2 separate regions of the Gasterosteus aculeatus genome follow, and region 2 is linked to region 1. The links are chromatin contacts, called in public Hi-C maps. All regions are on one chromosome and are shown on one strand. The core of a region is the stretch at or near the end of the contact, and the rest is flanking DNA. Distances in the headings are between cores, read along the strand shown.

What was found. Hi-C and Micro-C count contacts between places; a contact is called where the count stands out from the background.
Region 2: a Hi-C map of skeletal muscle shows a contact between it and region 1, with 4 times the contacts expected there. The contact joins the promoter of mcur1 here to the promoter of LOC120811335 in region 1. A contact is called at or near these places in 2 of 6 Hi-C or Micro-C datasets (skeletal muscle and tail fin).

Annotation. Positions count from the first base shown.
Region 1 is chr21:9,740,858-9,748,151 of fGasAcu3.hap1.1, reverse strand. LOC120811335 (copine-3) reads left to right here and starts at 2,241. Exons shown (of 16, transcript XM_040166595.2): 1 at 2,241-2,413; 2 at 4,425-4,603; 3 at 4,894-5,073; 4 at 5,657-5,731; 5 at 5,816-5,887; 6 at 5,990-6,070; 7 at 6,268-6,357; 8 at 7,054-7,152. The coding sequence starts at 4,472. LOC120811595 (copine-3) reads left to right here. Exons shown (of 17, transcript XM_040167096.2): 17 at 444-1,743. The coding sequence ends at 602.
Region 2 is chr21:9,917,213-9,923,638 of fGasAcu3.hap1.1, reverse strand. mcur1 (mitochondrial calcium uniporter regulator 1) reads right to left here and starts at 2,295. Exons shown (of 9, transcript XM_040166939.2): 1 at 1,801-2,295; 2 at 1,332-1,445; 3 at 1,118-1,221; 4 at 443-544; 5 at 129-170; 6 at 1-4. The coding sequence starts at 2,071. rgs9bp (regulator of G protein signaling 9 binding protein) reads right to left here. Exons shown (of 3, transcript XM_078095620.1): 1 at 5,834-6,426; 2 at 4,236-4,542; 3 at 2,456-3,493. The coding sequence starts at 5,929. The coding sequence ends at 3,117.

The DNA of each region.
Region 1 (7,294 bases), core at 992-3,491:
CTGTGTTTGTATGAAGCTAAATTAACCGGCCAGGTAGTTTGTTTTCAGATGTTATAAAACAGTATTAATGTTCTCATCTAACTCTCTGGTGGATAGTAATAAACATTATTTTCTTTATGTACAACTTTAGCTTGAATGCTTAAGAATTACCTTGACATTACACATATGTACTAGTGTAGTCACTGACCTCATTGGTAACATGCGCAGGGTATCTGAAAACTGCTAAATTTCCTTACTAAAGAGCTGTTTTTAAAGTATGTGCCATTGTTGTACATTTAACCATGGTGACGGCTTAGCAGCGCAATATAATAGATGTGCAGCGTTCACCTGTGTCCTCCAGAACTCCTCACTGAACTCAAATCAGATCACACACCCACCTGTGGCTCATCTCTGCGGCGCGCTGCTTCTCTTGATGCGATTTTCTCTGCTGCTTCCCCCTTCAGGGTCCTCAAGAAATGCTGGCGCAGAGCGTCTTGGCAGAAGTCCCAGGTCAGGTGGTAGGCTTCTTCAATACAAGCCGTTTGAAGCCCCCCCAGAGCGACGCGCCTCTCCCAGACCTCTCAGCATCAACACACCCACATCCCCCCAACCTCCTCCAGTGACCAACTTTTTCCCTGAATACACTTAATGAGTCATGCTATGATGTGTAAATACTTTGTACCAATCGTCAAAAGCCATACTACACAGATATTGTAATGCATTTCCTATGTACATGTACTTAGCTTAAGTGCACTCTAATGTGACACTTCTATATAACTCAGTGGGACCCAAGTGCCAGGATTGTTGAGACTTATGGTAATTTTCTATGTGATTGATCTCCACAATCTACCACCTTAATGTAAACTAATGTGACTTGTCTCAAGGATATCAGTTCAGCCATCTCATACATCCATGGAAGTTCATTTCCATGTTAATGCTTACGTTTCCTCCGGTGTCCTAATACAATGAACACTTGTATGTTAGTTTACACACTTTTATATTTACTTGTGAAATGATAAATGGCTCTGGGAATATTTTGCACAAAAGCTGTGCTCTATCAAATACACTTCACTATGTTTTCATAATGGATCCATACATAATGGATTGAATAAGTTTGCCTCAATTAATACCTTTTGTAGGTTTTACGCCCCCAAAATTGCTTTTTCCCTTGCTATCGTTTTGTATCTCAGTCCGTATTTTTTAAATTCTGTTCCATAATTAATTTTGACATATTATTTTGTGATATGAGCACTAATAAGAGTCCGTACAAGGGGTGATTGTCAGGGGTCGTCGTGGCGCAGGGGGTGGAGCGGGTGTGCTGGGAACTGCAAGGTTGGTGGTTTGAGTCCCGGCTGCCCCATGTCTCAAGTCGAAGTGTCCCTGAGCAAGACAACTAACCCCTAATTGCTCCCTGGGCAAAATGTAAAAGCCATGGGTTAAAAGTGTAATGTAAGTCGCTTTGGATAAAAGCGTCAGCCAAATGACCTGTAATGTAAAAAATGTAATGTGATTACGTCGCTAAGTGTCATGCATGTCTGGGCTGATGTACAGCAGAGGTTCACTCTGTCTTAAGAGATCTTAAAATGTATCAATTAACTGACTGATTTATTATACACTGCTCACTGTGACATTGCCTTATTTTTTGTTTGAGTTTCCTATTGATACTTTGATATTATATAAAATACAAAAAAATCAAAGTCAACCTAGAAAATAGCATGCTTCTATTTCAGTATTTTTTTAAATAAAGATTTTTGATCATTTAAAGCAGTTTTTCTGTCTTTTGTTAATCGCTGCCTTCCTGTCATGACATGAAAGAAGTGTTCTATATACAGTATTTTGTACTACAGTACTTTGCAGTAATATTCATGACCCATAACTGTTGCAATACTGTCCTTTTTCTTCTTCTGCATGCATTGCCATGCAAACAGTGTTTGTTCATTCTCCAAAAGTTCTGCTCCTTGGCATGATTATGCCCAAAGGAGCAAAAGTTCTTTAATTCTGTGGATCTGTATTTGCTCTTCAGACTCGCCAAATGAGTCCATCTTTAGACACATCCTGAAACCGTGAAGAATAAAATCATAAAGTATGTATGACTTTTGTACATGCAAGTTAAATACTTGTCCAAATTGACCAAATAGAGGGATGTTTATTAAAAACTAAATAGATTGGAATCATACATACAATCAAACTGCAGCAAATGTTTACAGACCAAAAGTTTTATTATGAAAAGATCACCGGAAATTCCAGTAGCTTGCGCACACCCGGAAGTCTTCCTGTAGTTTCCTGTTGAAGGCAGATCTCGCCGCTGACGCAATTACGTCGCATTCACTGTACTTAAAAGGGCGTTACCATCCCGATAATCTGTTCTGTAATGTCCAGCGACTAGAACCACCTACAAAGTATTTTTGTTCCGTGAGTCTAAACACGTTTAACGGTAAGTTGCTATTTAAATCATCGTACATCCTTGGGCATATGATAACGGGGAAAAAAACCTATTTAAATGTTTTTTTTTTAACGTTTCAATGATCAGTACAGCTTGGTTGCGTTTGTCGCTGTTCTGCGTCTTATTGTAGCCCATTCAGTTAGTTTCCTTCCTACCGAATTATTGTACTGTTACATCTTCGCAACGCGATGTGGGAGTGACCCGCACTCCGGTTTTGAGTTTTAAAGTTAGAAGAGTCTACATTTAGTACGTGTTGTGTTACGTATGAAAGGTAATAAAAACTAATAACAAAACAACAACACGTCGTTAATGGCGGTTGAGATTTAGCAGTGGTCCGTGCAAGCTGCACACATCTTTAGAAGATCCCCTTCAGGGCTGTCCGATATTCGGCCCTCCCAATGTTCACTTTCTACCCACTTAGTGCGGGAAGAAAGACGAGGTGACGCGTTTGAAGGACGTGTTCACACAGCATCCGCGCTCCCTGCAGGGGGGTATTCCAGAAAGCGGGTTATGTGAAAACTCAGTAAATTAACCCTGAGATCAGGGAAACCGAGTTATCCGTTCCAGATAGAGAGGTAACTGAAACTGAGTCAATCCCCTTGGTAACAGACTCTGAACATAACCTGCCAGCGAGCAGGTTTACTATAAGAAACCCAGAGTTAGTCTCCTCCCACATGAAGAAAGCTGGTAGACTTTGATTGTACATTTCTACCAAATGCAATTGACATCGAAGCCTTAGTGATTCCAAATGCTTTACGTCCAGAGAGTCTTCCGTCCCAGATTAGACGTTTTATCATTTTCAGAGGAATTTGTTAAAACGCTACCGCTTTACTGGTAACTAGGAAACATATGGCCGACATTTAATTCCTACAGTTCCACATACAGATTTAACGTGGCATTGACCGAAAATCTCACTGTTTCACGCTGTGCTGTGGGTTTGTGATGCCAACCATGTTCTGTTCAAGGACAAGAATATGCTAGTCAGCCATTATCTATGCTCATCACTTCAGTCTACATGTCAAACTCCAAATACCACTCTAGAATGTGAATGGGCAGAGCACTGCCAGTAGATCATATTAATATTAAGACACACATCAGTAGGCCCCTCCGGCTCTCTCCCTGTGGCAGCAGACAGCGTTTCCTCATCATCATCATCATCATCTTCCTGTTACTTAAGTTACTGTTTCTGTACTTTTAACTACCATCTGAGGCAAGATCTGAGTATCTGCAGGGTTTAAAACTATACAGAAGACACCATTTAAAACTGTTGGGTGGGTGGGTGGATATGGACTATACATTGTTAATGTGGTAAATGACTATTCTAGGTGGAAACATCTGGTTTTGAATTAAATATCTACATCGGTGTATAGGCCCATTTCCAACAACAGTAAAAACAACATTTTATTAGGGGTTTAATTTACTATTTCAAGTTGCCTCTGAATTAATATTTACTTAGTTTAATAGCCTAAGTCAATTAAAGAAAATTAAAGTGAGGTGCAATCATAGCAATATATGCCATACCTTTTAACTATGTTTTTATTTTTCATTTTTAGCTGCTTCCAGGTCCTTTTGTCCCCTGTTGGATTGCACCTAAAATGAAAATCCGATTACATTCCTACTTATATTCATAACTATAGGCTGCGACGATCTTATGGTTAAAAGTTATGTCAATGGAACAGTAAATTCAAACTTACGCGTTGACTCGGGCAGCAATTTTTCCCCACGGAGTGGGGAAGGACCTCCAACTAAATCGCAGTGAAATAGCTTGCTCTTTTATTTACTGTTGTCGTGGTGACTCGTGCTATCGGGGCTCCATTGATGATGGCTTTTTATAATCGCCATGCACGCGCTTAACTCAAGGTGAACATACTCAGTTGATTGAACTAACGCAGATCAGCTGTTCTGGAACCGGATACTCAGAGTTTCCCGTCTCAGAGTAAGTCAACTCGGAGTTCAGGGATAGACTCAGTTTGTTGAACCTCCTTTCTGAAATACCCCCCAGGTGTCACTTCTCCATCTCGTTCCCAATCAGACAGCCCGTGGTCAGACATGGCGACCCAGTGTGTAACCAAGGTGGAGCTGACCGTGTCCTGTGAGAACCTCCTGGACAAAGACATCGGCTCCAAGTCTGACCCGCTGTGCGTGCTTTTGATGAACAGCTCCGATTCCCAGTGGTATGAGGTCAGTAAAAGATCTGGATTCAACTGGGGAAATGTAATTTTGCTCTGACAAACGGATCAGGCGTGGCCCGTGATGTCACTGCAGCCCCTGAAAGAGCAAACGCATTACGTGTTAATCGTTCACTACGGATGGAAAAATCTGTGTTGTGGAAAGCAGAAGTGCTAATGTTCATTTCTTGTTTCTCAGTGCATGTTGGCCAATTCAGCCTGTGGTTCATTCTTCAGGATCTTGACATGTAGCACTGTTGTTGCATGTTGCAAAGCATAAAGCTGTCCGATCTTCTGTAACAGGTGGGCCGCACGGAGAAAGTCCAGAATTGCCTGTGCCCGAGGTTTGCAAAAAAATTTGTCATCGACTACTACTTTGAAATAGTGCAGCAACTGAAGTTCGGGATTTATGACATCGACAACAAAACTGTTGATCTGAGTGACGACGACTTCTTGGGGCAACTGGAGTGCACCTTGGGCCAGGTTAGTGTTTATGTTTCAATTGCTCACTTTAAGTTTCACCAATCAAAGTTCAAAGTTGTACATCTTCGTTAATGGTTCGAATCAGTATAAAGACTCATTTTAAACTTGCATAACTCTCCTGGACCAAAGTAATTCTTAGTCAACTAACCCTCTAAAAAATGAGTTAATCATAATCCATCTGAAAATCTTGAGTTCCTCCACAAATAATTACCCGAAAGTACCACTTAATATTTGTCCATACATTTCTTAAAAATTACTCATTGAGCATGAAAACGTTTTTAAAAGAAAGACTCCATTGGCTGGAGAAATCTCAGTCAACCAAAACTACAGATTAGTCAAACAATTCCCTCAAAGGGAGCAGCTCGTTCGGCCAGACCGGTTCAGGACACGTCATGCACTGTGAAAACCAGCTACTGTTGCAGATGAAGGGCTGTATGGGAGCGGTAATCGGACCCCAGATCTTTCCTCTGCCTGGTTGTTGGAAGTGTTTACCTCGCTGTCAGGAGGCTGCTGTGTCTCACTCATCCATTGCTCTTATCTTTGCTGCTTCCTCTCTGTTAATCACTTTTGTATTTGCCTTTAGGTTGTGTCCAGTAAAAAACTGACCCGACCACTTGTCTTGAAGAACAAGACGCCTGCAGGAAAAGGGACCATCACAGTGAGTGACGGAGAGAACTACAGATAAATGTGCCAGTGCTGTCGCTATTTTTTTCTCCCGTCATTCTTCTTATTTTCTGTGTAGATCAGTGCAGAAGAAATAAAAGATAACCGGGTGGTGAATTTTGAAGTTGAAGCAAGGAAACTAGATAACAAGGTATGGCTCATCCTTTTAGAAATATGCCATGCTGTTATTCATTTTCAAATATTCAGGTACATTATGCTTATTGTCGGGTTTCATTACTCTATTTGTTTACAGGATTTCTTTGGGAAGTCCGACCCTTACCTGGAATTCTACAAGCAGACAGCAACTGGATGGCAACTGGCTCACAGGACCGAGGTAGACACTTTAGTGACATTACTCATGCTAATTCATTATTTTCATTCTTAGTAGACAAAATGGGTTTAAAAACACATTGAAAGTATTTTTCACTGCAAAAATCTCAAATATGATTTCAGTCACCTTTAGGAATCTGCACAATTTCTTCTTGATTGAGTAATCTGCACATGTATCATTTTCATGAATTCTGTCATCAGGTGGTGAACAACAACTTGAATCCGACATGGAAACCCTTTCGAATCCCCCTGCAATCGCTGTGCGGAGCAGACCTGGAGAAACCGATAAAAGTACCTAAATACATCTTCTTACCTAACCTACTGAAATGGGTTTATTTAAACTGCCACGTGCACCGTGATCCCTTTTCGTTGAGGGGCATTGTGTTTTTTCACTGTCGGGATATAATGGTAGCTCTGCGGCCGTTATTGTGTTGCTCTCTCAGATTTCTGAAAACCTTGTTGTTCAGTACTAGCTTGATGATGTATACTTTTTGAACTTCTGAAGCGCTCATCTCAAGAGGGAAGCTGTTTTCAACCGTACTGTCCAAGTGAGTTACCCAGTGTGTTCCAGTGTTTGTCGTCATTCATCCTGCGATCACTTATTGGTGGAGTAGATAGCGGGGATACGCGCCTGAGTAAAGTTGCAGGTCCTCCAAGTTTCCCTCATCCAATGCGATCCGCTCATTAAACGCATTTGTCTGAAACTACACATTCTTCTGCTTCTGTCTACGATTACAAAGAGCGCTTTTGTAAAGAGTTTGGGATCTCACTTCTGCATGTTTTTGTCTCTTATGTTTTCTACATCTCCAGTTTACTGTGTAGTAAGCTAGGGGGGTACGTTCACACATACAAAAATAACTCATCACCGCGGTGAAGTCTGCGTTATATTTTGTCTGTTTTTTGTGAACGGAACCTTTTTCAAACTGATTTTACAGATTTGTTATTGTGTAAATAATATTGTTAAAAAAAATGTTAACCTTTTTCCAGGTGGAGTGTTATGACTACGACAACGATGGCTCACATGATCTTATTGGAGCCTTTGAGACTACAATGACGCGCTTTCAACAAGCGTCACGAACGTCCCCGGTATGTGCGTGTCTCTGCGTCTTTACATTGTTTGTTTGGGTGTGTAACAAATTTCAAATATTATTGAAATCCATAATTGGATTAGGTTCTGCTGGTAGTCCTTGTGTGAATTTCTTCACGTCAGAGCACCGACTAGTGTTGT
Region 2 (6,426 bases), core at 1,046-3,545, 180 kb before region 1:
CATCCTGCAAGGTGGCATTGGAGAGACACAAAGGAAAGTCATTTCTAAATGTAAAATTAAAATAAATGAAATTTCTACATTCCAACCTGCATATGAAGTGATTTGAGTGAATCAGAATGACCACTTACAATCAGTGTGACCTTGATCTCAGATAGCTGGATCTTGAGTTTCTGGAATAAAAAGGTAGATATCAAACATTATTTCGCAAAATAGAATAACATACATACAAACAGAGTGCAGTACACAGAGTGATTCATGCAAGAGTAACTTACATTTATTCATATTCTTGTTATTGTGCTTTATAGATTTTTTAAATTTAATTCAGATTATCAATTTGACCATTAAATTGTCCAACTTAAATATATATCTATTATATTCACAGGGACAGTGTAACCATTAACTTTTGGAAAAGGCTTAGGTCAGCTGATATATACCCACTTACCTCATTTTCTGCCAGTAAAGCAGTGAACTCGCTCTTCTCCAGGATTACCATGTCCTTCTTCACCGATGCTATTTGAGACATCAAGCGCTGCAACATGATCTCCTGGGAAAAAAAGAAAAATGTCTCTTGATTTATTTCATTTGCCTCCTCTGTCTACATTCCACACTCAATCTCACTGAGGTGGAAGTACTAAGTTACACTAATGGTTTCTCTTTAAGTAACAAGCAGACCTCCTGATAATGGAAAGGATTCCCAAACTTTACTGCATCCCATTCAGATATTGATAATATAAAAATAAAATACTGATTTGATCATTTCAACTATGAATGTCTCCACAAAAAGCTTCATATTTGGAACCTCCTGGAGTTTAGTGGAGGTTTTCAATAAAAATACAGAAATGTTATTTTAATGTGTGACATATTGATTCTGATCAATGCAGTTATTTGAAAGGAGGGAATAAGAAACCTCTATGCAGGCGCTGCTACTATGTTGCAACATACTACATACTCAAATATTAAATTAAATGTATTTTGAGTTAATAAACGAATTGTGGAAGATAAACAAAATGGCACGATGTCGGGGGAGAATCCACCACACAGAGCTTACACAAACAAACAGGTGGTACTTGCTGTATTTACATTAAAGGTAAAAAACAAACCTCCCCTACAGTCCTACCTGCTGCACTTTGGTTACCATGTCATTATAGATGACGTTCATGTTGGAGTTTGTCATTCTCACCAGCACTTCAACCATCACCTCAGCTTGTGGAGTCGTGAAGCCTGTTTAACCAAAGTGTGTATTCACAAGGAAAGTCAAGAGCGTTTTTTTTTTTTTTGGGACGAATAGGAGTAATATTGTGACAATTTTTAAGCGACAAATGAAGCCAAACCATTTTCCTCAAAAATCCGCACAACTGCATGGGTATCAAAAAACAGCTTCCCACTATCAGACTTTGGTACATCAGCTTTCAGATACTGGGGGGCTTTCACAGAGGTACTCAGCGCTGAAATAAAAGATATGATAATGGGATTATACAAGACGTAACAGCAAAATTGTAGAAATATTACCTTCCATTTACTTGCATGCATTGTACACTGTATGTCCCTGCATATTTTAACACAACCATTTTATTTAACCATATTATTATTATACAAGTTTCTTAGTTGGTGCAATCAGCCGCTCCCATTGATCCATTAATTATATCCAAAGAGGACTTTTATTTGGACACTCAAATAAGAAAATCGCCATGAAATGACATGGACAGTGGCGCCTATGAGCGAGTTTAGAGTGGAGTTAATGGACGGTTAGGATCAGCTACGTTTACACCTTTGGCAAAGAGACCAAACTAATCTAGTTACCTCTTGTGGGCATCTGTGTCACTGCAGAAATATTCCTAATCTTCCCTTCTGCTCGCCTCCAAAGCGCTTTGTCAAAATTCCTCAAAGGCGGAATGACGATGCGGCGGACACACGGTGATTTGTTGACAGCGGACAAGCCCGACATGTTTGGAGAAACGGTCGCTGTCACAAAGCTGGAAGATCTATTTGGATTAAAAGAAAGGTCACACCGCCTCTGTGGGAGTTTGACACGCAAAGGTTTGAGTCGTGAGTGGCACTGTTTCAGCCCCATGTTGGAGGCTCGTGTTAATCCAGCTCCACTTCCGCCTGTGAACACAGCGAGCAATCCGCCGAAACTTTTCACCTGGTTCCGTCACGTAGGAATTCCCTTGACTTTCCCACTTCCGGTCACACACTTCAAAATAAAGCTGGTGCGTGTGATAAATGGCGTTACTTGGATGTTTTTGTATTGGCTTGAAGATATTAAATTGTGTCAGAATAAAACTGAAACACTAGTTGAAATGTGATTTGGCTCTTAATTATCCTTTTAACTTGTTTTCAATCATAACTTCGGCGAACATTTTATTTTTTCACAAAAATAAAATATCAAATGACAGTTACTAAAGTGTATTGTATTTACCTTTTTCAATGTTGAAAAAAACCCTAACCTAAGAAAAACAATATAATCGGTACTTTAATGCGCTTCAAATTCTGTACATTTGCTGTCACTTTACATACAATTATATGGTAAATTACCAAAGGTGCTAGTCAGATATGGAAAACATATCAAAGTTCATACTTCTACAATGCATAACTATACATTGTGAATTCTCTACTGCAATGGTTTTATACACGTACAAGTGATGCTGAATTAAAAAAAAAACAACTTTGGTCATTGGAAGTGAATATTCTGCTTATTACAGTATATTAACTACAAAGCATCAGCACCTATGTCTTCTCAATGGCAACAAGGAATAAAATGTAACTTTGTCTTTCTGGGTTTTGGGGAAAGGAGAGTGTACTGTACAGAACACAGGGAAATCTATTAGGTTAGAATTAGGTAAGGTAAACAGAAAGAACTACTTTGTTCAACAAAGACAGTTCAAAGAACATGATAGCTTTGGATTTACCGCAATAAATGGCCAACTCCTGATTTATTTCAATGTGTCTTTAGGCAAATTAAACTTCACTCTAGCAGATCATTTTGCTGCAATTACAAAAATGTAGTTCCTTTTTGGAGCGACTATGGAAAGAGAAAACTACTGTACCTGAAGTAGTTATTTCTGTCAGTGTTACTGAACATTACCAATCCAAGACATGTGATTAGTTGATTTTGCTCATGAGAAAAAGACAATACAGATAGACAAAGTGGCTGACACCAAAACTACAGCAGACATCAATAAGAGCACAAAGATTTGACTGCGCTGGCACAGAGGCCGGGGTCCAGGCTGCTCCTCGTCGACGGAGAGCAGACCCAGGGAGGAGCTGTCGGTGCTGCTGAGCGGGTCTGCGCGCTGTGGCCCGTGGGGCTCCACCATCCAGCGCAGCACGTTCACCTTCATCTCCATGTCGTCGATCATGCGGTCGATTTGGCTGATCTCACGCTCCATGGTGCTGCGCTCCTGGCTCTCCAGCTCAGCGGGAAGGGTTGGACTCTGGGTCTGGTTCAGGTCTGGCAGACTGAGTGCCCGGGCCACCATCTCACTGCCTCCACCTGCACAGGTGAAGTCCAACAGGACTGAAACATTAACTGGAGCTAATGCGGCCGACAGCAGTCCGGCAATACATATTTATCCAATGAAGGTGGTAATCTGTAAGTGCTTCCATTGCTTGCTAACATTTATATAAGTGCAGGCTTGAACAGTGCTTCTCAACCTTTTTGTGTTGCCACACTGCACTTAGTTTTAACGGAATGAAGGCGTTGTCTTTTGCTCCAGGCATTGTGGGTAATTTATGTGCAGGCTTACTCAGACTCTCAAAAGCGTACAATGAAGCCATAGACAAGTGATGTCACTGCCAGCGGCAATATAAAGAGAAAAGAAGAATTCCTAGTCTTTAATGCTTAATGTGTTGTTTTGATTTTTTTTTTAACGCCACCGCAATCTGGAGACTGCTTGGAATTATCTTTTGACATGATTGGTGATCCAGACAACCAGGTTCAAAATGTTTTGTCAACGGTAGTTTTCTAAGGAAAGTGTTAGCTGGATGACAGCATCAAATTTCCATTAAACTTATGACATGTTTTATTTTATATAACCAGACTACATATTCAAGAAGTTTGCACAGAGTGATTTTTTAAATCTCGTAATTGATACTCAAATTCTGACCAACAATAACATTACATTTAAACACAAAGGTCCATTTTGCTACGGTGAGTCATATTCACACCCAAATCATCTCTGAAATGATTAAATATGTAAGAATGCTATTACATTTGATTTAGGGTCATAATTTACCTTGTACGCCAGTTTTTACCAGTGCATCAGTGTTGGCCAGAGCAAAGATTTCCGCCACATAGAAAACTTTGCACATGTCAACATGGAGGAGCTCTAGGCTGGAGGAGAAGGCCACCCAGAGGAGCTCCATCTCCTTACGCTGCCCCTCAGGCAGGCTCCTGTTACGGAGATGTGAGGTCAAATGACTGCAGATTGACATGGCCAACATTTGGGCCTTTTCTCGTGTTTGCCGCAACTCATCTCGCAGCTGCAAGCTGTCTGTGCACCCGCCGACACATGAGGCCAGCTGCCGGTAACATGCCACCACCTGTGAGGAGGGAAATAAACAACTATTTCATATGCAAGCCTTGGGGTCAAATAAGGACAACCTGAAGCTGTTTGCTTGTAACCGGACCACCTCTGTATTTGCTCGTGTGAATGTTTTATTGTGTCCTTAATGGATATTTCAGCGAAGTCATTACGTCCTGGTATTCTAGGGCAACAATACCTTAACACCGCTGCGCCGAAACAGTGCGATACACAGGCTTAGGACGCAAGAATCTGTGCCTGCCTCCTTATAACGGCAACGTCCAATGCGCTTGGATGGAATACACGCCCCAGCTGTGCACATCAACCACTAGTCCTTATATTGAGCATTTAAGTGAATATATTAATATCCTTCCTAAGAATATATACAATCTTATAAGACACATTGGGGAAAGTCAGTGCTTTGTGAAAAAGAAAGAAATACTGGCCTTTGGATTGGTAAGAAAACTCTTACAACTCTGCTTTTATGATCTTAATCATATTCACACACATATTAACACAATTGTTTTATTAAGAGGCATTAGCTCAGCCGTGTAGGATTAGCAAGAGGGGTTTCAATGAAAAATATTACAATTAATCTCATTATCACTGATCTATTTCTAGATAAGCCAAAACAACCTTGTGCATTCAAAGCGCTGAGATGAGCGGGAATATAACAGTAGCAACTACATGCTATATTAATACTTTAATTTTCCACTACTTTTTCCTTAAGGTATTTGTGCATAACTTGAATCTAAGTAATGTTGCACTAGTTATTTTATATATTTTTACCATACAAAAAGTATGGTCATATTGTCCCAGTTGCACACTCCAAGCACCAGCAAATCATACACAACATGCTAACTGGAAGTGAAAGCTTTAATTATGAAAAGACATATCAATTGCACATCATGCAAATATCATTGTGGAGCCAGGTTTGTGAAGTACCATATATAGAAAATATAAACTAAAATATAAACGTGCCAAAAACAGAACAGATATTATTGTAAAAACAACTACATGCATGCTGAACAGATAAAAATGGCAAGCATGGCAGTGGAATAATCCAACAAAGGTATTGGAACGGTCACAAAGATGTAGTGGACCAAGAAATTCTTTTCAGTGGGAGTGCTTTTTTAGCCAGAAGGGTTAGAGGGGGGAATTATGCTTGGATGTCATAATACATAAAAAAATATTGCAAAACGACAGTAGTGAAGATAATTTCTGATGACGAATACAAATCACTTCTATAACAAATGGAATATGTCTGCATTACAGTAATTGCCAAAGGTTTAAAACATGAAGCAGCTTACCTTAATCAAGGAATCCACCAGAGCCTTTCCATCAGCCAAAGCCTGGTCCGTGCCAACCGTGCAATCATCACCTACTTTGTTATTTACAAGTGGCATGAGGACGACTTGTCCAGAGTGTCACACTCTGCCACAGCAGGCAAGATTCTGGCCCAGCTGCCCTTCACTTTTGTGGCTGCCCCCGCTCCTCTTCTCCCCCTGGAAGATGCTTCATTCAGTGGCTGAGGGTTGAGACTGACTCAGTCCCGGAGCCAGAAAATTCCACTCCAAGAACTAAAATGCAATTCCGGCCACTGAACATGCTTTGGTGGTTCTGAAAGAAATACAAGTACCGAAGTGGGAAAGTAACAAGAGGGAGAAAAAAAAAAGTAATAAAACGATGCAACTACTGAGATAGGTGCTAATCCTGTGATTGACCCCCTTGGCACTGACGCAGACCAAGACGAACAGCTAATCTCATTAACCATCACTGAGACCGGAGAGATAGAAGAGCAGCTGGCTGCTTCTACCACAATGGCCCTTTCACTAACTGAGGAGGCTGCACTCTTTTACCTCGTTCACTCAACTGTAAAAGGTCACCATAGCACATAACACAC